Regions from separate parts of the Mus musculus genome. Here region 2 is linked to region 1. A link is a contact called in public HiChIP or PLAC-seq data. All regions are on one chromosome and are shown on one strand. The core of a region is the stretch at or near the end of the contact, and the rest is flanking DNA. Distances in the headings are between cores, read along the strand shown. Region 1 overlaps Efl1 (elongation factor like GTPase 1). Region 2 has its middle 14 kb from the start of Gm22934.

What was found. HiChIP or PLAC-seq counts read pairs in DNA pulled down with a chosen protein or histone mark.
Region 2: an H3K27ac HiChIP or PLAC-seq map of embryonic stem cells shows a contact between it and region 1, with 3 times the contacts expected there. The contact joins two enhancer-like sites. A contact is called at or near these places in 8 of 39 promoter capture datasets (the 3T3-L1 cell line, the HPC-7 cell line, embryonic stem cells and 4 more), 3 of 484 Hi-C or Micro-C datasets (the CH12 cell line, cerebral cortex and microglia), 1 of 115 datasets of contacts at active chromatin or transcription factors (embryonic stem cells) and 1 of 9 other capture datasets (embryonic tail).

The regions. Positions count from the first base shown.
Region 1 is chr7:82,724,038-82,726,737 of GRCm38.p6, reverse strand. All of the region lies in intron 15 of Efl1 (elongation factor like GTPase 1), which reads right to left. Among named protein-coding and RNA genes, the nearest start is that of 4933406J10Rik, 30 kb to the left of the region's middle. Within about 2 kb of position 1,312, at least 22 of the 459 cell types and tissues checked have an H3K27ac peak or open chromatin away from gene starts, as enhancers often do. A contact at or near this core is called in embryonic stem cells, where this site is marked.
Region 2 is chr7:83,007,159-83,009,858 of GRCm38.p6, reverse strand. No RefSeq gene overlaps it. Among named protein-coding and RNA genes, the nearest start is that of Gm22934, 14 kb to the right of the region's middle. Within about 2 kb of position 1,323, at least 2 of the 459 cell types and tissues checked have an H3K27ac peak or open chromatin away from gene starts, as enhancers often do. A contact at or near this core is called in embryonic stem cells, where this site is marked.

The sequences.
Region 1 (2,700 bases), core at 63-2,562:
AACCCCAAAAAACAAAAAACAGTTACCTAATGCACAGCAGACTTCTAGCATCACGGCAATGGAAAAAAGCACAATTCATCAAGAGAATGCCAAGCTTAGAAGTAGAAGGTACCCAGCAATCTATTCAATGCAATATAGCATCTCTCAAGGTGTTCTAAGACGGTCCTAGCAGCTCACAGCCTTGATGAAGGGCAGGAATTGTAATCCACAGGCCCACATACGAATTCCTTAGGTGTTACACAGCTCTTCTGCTCCATAGTTTGCTGGAAAGCAAACAAACTACCAAAGGCTCTACCCAGGTTCTTCCCACTTTCATCTGAATCCTCCACTAGCACTCCTCAAGGCACCACTAGCACGTCTAGATTGAGCTAGCTTCTAAGCACTTAAAAGCTAATTCCACAACACCTTAGTTTTTATGCCCCACCCCAAGTCCAACTCCCTCCCTGCCTCGTATAAACTGAACCAAGAATGTTTAAGTTAAAAAGAAAGTCGGTTACATCACAGGTACATCTCTAGGTAGCCGTTTGTGTAAATGCCTCTTCAGTTTGTGGTTGGCAGCAGGTTAGCTGTGAGCTCGCAGTCTGAGGCAGCTGCTAAGTCAGTCTTAGGTTTTCTTTTTTGAAGCAATGTGAGGTTCCCAGGGCGGTCACCCCAATCTGAGTTATTACTCTATTAGAAAGGACAGCTTTGGCAGAAAGGGATGGCAGGCTGCTTGTAAATCGTATTTCATAGGTATGAAGGACAGGGAAGCAAATGTGGCATGAAGTCAGGGTTAATCACTGAGCAGCTGGCCAGTGGAAGCAACAGCAGACGGCTAACTGCAGGGAAGAAAACCCTGGTCGGCCGTCGAGGCCAAAGGCTGAGTGCTTTGAATCTTGGCATTTTTAGCAGGTACCTGGTACAGAGAAAACGGGGCACCGGTGAAAGGACCGGCTAGTGGGACAGACAGCCACTTAGTTCTAAGGTTACATGGGAAGGGAAACAGCAAAACCAACTGAGGCCTTGTCCAGAGAATTTCATGACAGCACTTGTTTAGATATACATTAAGTATCTAGAAGTATGAATCTCAAATGTGGGGACAAGGATACGTTTCTACTCATGTACAAGGGATAAAAACAGACTTGGCAGGCAGCTTTCATTGGCCTTTTTGGAAAGTTAGTCTTACTTCTGGGGAAATTCTTGTCTTCTTAGCAGGTGGTGTCATGACACCACTTTGTTACTAAGAGTCACCAGCTCCTTTGTCCCTGCTCCACACAGTAGCAGAGGCGGGCTGAGTACAAGGTTGGTGATACCCTCCCTCCATCTGAAGGACAAAGGCTCTAGGGTGTGTGGGGAAGGTGTCCTGAGGCTCTGCGGCTCTGCAGAGCTGAATGTCAAGCCCTTTAAGAGGACCGTTTCTGGGTTTACAATAGGCTCTAGTATTCTCAGTTTGTGAACAGGGTCAGCTGGCAGCTGTTACATTTCTTGGGGAGTTATGAAACAAAACCAGGCATAGGATTCCCTAAAAAGTGCAAAGTGCTGGGAAGCCTGCCCAGCTGAACCTGCCAGGTTATCTAGTAAGCCCTGGAGCAAAACACCCGAGCAACACAAAACATCAGTGAAGGGCTCACTGGCAGGGCTGGCCATGCTCCTGTCCACACCACAGCCAGGTACCTTCTGTGGGCCTCTGGTACTCTTCAGAGGTGGGAAAGGCAGGCAGCATACTAAAACAGCGTGGAAAGAAAGTATTCACTCCGTTACACTACATTACAAGTTACTGGTTCATAATTATTTTTTATTGAAGTATTTTTTCTCACCTCTGAAGAGTATAAAAGTCCTAAGTGTCTTTCTCATCTCAGAAAGACTACTGTGTAGTAAGACACAGAGGATCAGCATACAGTACTCAGGTACCTACAGGAAGCCACAGAACCATAGTGATGGCTGACCAAACCAGACTGTCGCACAAGCTCACCCTCAGTGACTTACCAGTGCTAATCTGCTTCAAGACCATCACTTTACCCATGGAGGAGGGGGAAGAAAAAAAAAAAAAAGAAGCAAAGCCCAGCAGGAGGGATGACCCCTAAACGTGCTTTCCTGGTAAAGCTGAGGATTAATCCTCATGACCAGGCTTCTTCAGAAGGCTCCAGTTCTTCCTTACTGTCAATCATGATCCGGCTGTACCATGTATAGTGAAACCATGTGTTCTCAGAAAGGAACAGTCTGCCAGTTTCTTACCTCAACATTTAGAGAAAAGAACTTAGAGAATGGAATGAATAAGAACTTTATTGTTCAACTAATAAATAAGGAGAGTTTCTTTTCCCAGACTGGGTAATGAGGAAGCAAATGGAATCTGCCTGTCATGTCCACTCTGGTGGGCTGTGTCTTGAGGAATTTGCTGTATGTGTGAACTCACAGCAGGTATTTACTTCCTTAGAGGACACAGTTCACAGCAATGCCACAAGTGGTGCCCATTTCCCAATCATTGGTTAGAGTGCATTTTCAGAAAAAAATATGGACCTAGACTTCATACAATAAATGAAGATAAGCACTCGGGCAGGCTGAGCAGTAGCAATATATCTGGAGCTGTTCACAGTGCGAGTTATGGTTCTCTAGAGGAGGGGAGGGAAGGGGAGGGGAGGGGAGGGCCTTTCTTTCTTGCCTTTCCCTGTCTCCTCTCACTCTCTCCTTTCCTATGCATCCTAGACAAGGCTCTATCATACA
Region 2 (2,700 bases), core at 74-2,573, 280 kb before region 1:
AACTGTATGATTGTAAGCAACATTACCATGTCAGAGTCATTTTTAAAGGCATGAAATAATTCATAATGTGGAGAAACCCTCTGACTGTATTTAATATGGTAAAGCCTTTTACATTTCTATAATCTCTATCATCATGAAAGAATTCATAGTGGAGAAAAACTATAAACGTATTTAATATGGTGAAGGCTTTGTGTGTTCCTGTAGTCTGCATTATCATGAAAGTATACACACTGGAGAAAAATTCTGTGAATGTAAGTAATGGGGTAAAGCCTTTGGGTTATGAGGTTCGCTGAGATCCACCACAACTCAACACCAAATTAATGCAGCTGACAATAATTATTGTAATCAAGATGCTACTAATCGATCAAGGTCACAGAACATAGTGAGTAGCTGAACTATAATACCTTGCCCTACCCCACCTCATACCAGAATGTTATATAATGCTTTTACACTCGAAAACCACAAATATCTGTGCTAAGTTTCACTTACATTTTTCCACCAATCTGGACTAAAATTCTTAAGGACTAAAATTGAAGAACAGATTTTTAAGAACATGACCCAATTTCATTTAATCTACATAGCACTCACTTTCGATCAAAAGATACAAAGATTGATAGTAAAGCCATGGTGACAGTAGCAAAAAGGACCAGTGGTAGATGTGCTAATGTCAGAGAAAATAGACTGAGTTACACAAAGATAGTAAGAGGCAATGAAGGACCCTGTGCACCAGTAAAGCTTCAATATGCCAAGACCTAAAAGTCAACCACCAAAATGAAGGAGATAACTTATAGAGATTCCAGAACGTTGTCAAATTTGCTATTAAAAACTGCTCAGAAGATGTGTATGGACATGGGAGACTTGGCCAGCCCAATAAACCAATGAGATTTAGTAGATTTATATAGCATGCTGCACACAACAGCAGAATATATATTTTCCTGCATACACATGGGATACTCAACTCTGATAAACAATATGGTAGGCTACAACCAGAAGCCTCAACAGAATGTTCAAAAGACAGATATTAGGTGTGGAAAGATGGCTCAGTAGGTGATTGTACTTGCTCTGCAAACATGGGAACCTCAGTTTGCATCCCCAGAACCCACATAAAGAGTTAGCTATGGCTACACGTGCCGGTAACTCTAGAATTGGAAAGTAGAGACAGGCAGATACACGAAGAGTTCACTAGACATTCTAGACAAAACATCAGACTTTCCATTTCATAAGATACCTTTTCTTAAGACAAGATGGCAGAGAGCTGTACAGAAAGACATTCAAAGTCTTGATCTGGCCTCTATGTGTGCACACAGGTGAGTATACCCACACACCATTGTTGTGGATAGCCCTGGGGCTAATTATATTTGATGTTAATTCTGTTCTCTTTTGAGTGGCTGCGAACAAAAAATGAGTCAGCACTCAGGTGATTTCCTGTAAACCTGCTTCCCACCTTAATTTGTAAAATAAAGGAGAGTTGATGATCGGGCAGATAAAAGGGAAGGTGGAGCAGAAGATGAGAGAGAGAGAGAGAGAGAGAGAGAGAGAGAGGGAGGGAGAGAGGGAGAGAGGGAGAGGGAGGGGAAAATGGAAGAGGGAGAGGACGCAGAGGAGGAGGAAGAAGAAGAAAAGTGGAGCAGAAGCACATGGCCTGGGGAAACTGCAAGTTCTAAGGGGTCTCATAGATGTGGAAGATGGTTGTGTAGCAGTAGATCTGCCCAATCTAGGCACACAGCTTGTATTCATACAAACTGAGTTGAGTTTTCATTGCCGGGGCATATTTGGGAGATTTACTGCAACACACCATATGCATGTATGATACACATTTATACTATATACTATACACACACACACACACACACACACACACACACACACGATAGTTGGTAAACAAAATACCTTTTAAGACCACAAGAAAGTAAGGTTAGAGAGATCAGTAAAACAAAAAATGGAAGATTCACCAATTTGTGGAATATAATATACAACTGAACAGATGATCAATCACAGAAGAAACCCCAAGAGAAACTAAACCTCTTTAACGTTTTTAACCTAAATTGCCATATGATTCATCCATTCCACTTCTGGGCATATACTGGGCGTAATTGAAAGTAGTCTGAAAATATATCTCTGCATCTGTGTTGGCAGCAAATTATTCACAGTAGACAAACCAAGGAAGCCGCCTGAATACCCACTAACCAATAAGCAGGTAAGCAAATGCAATATGTTTAACACAACATGAGTGAGCCTGGAGGGCTCCACGATCCCAGTAAGATGAGCTACCTAGGACCAATTTATAAAGACAGAACATAGACACTTGTCTTCAGGGCCATCAGGTGGGGATTCCAGGAGCTGCTATTAAACAAGTCTCCTGTCTCGGTTATGCAAAATGAAGAATTCAGAACATAGATCATGGTAAGGTAGATGTACTTAGACTAGACTGCACTAAAATAGATAATATGGCACATTTTATATTATACGTATCACTACAATGTTTTAAGTTTTAAAAAAAGGATTTGCATATATTAGACTCAGCTCACAAGGCCCATGACATCCTGATTCTATAGGTCTCAATATGCCATTTTCCCATTATTTTCTCTGTGTAGTGTTAACTCAGAGGAGATTCACTCACTATATAAACAACTGAAGCATTTCTCCCATCCCACCAAAGTCCATTCATCACAGTAATGTTGATTCAGAGCTAGGAGTGCT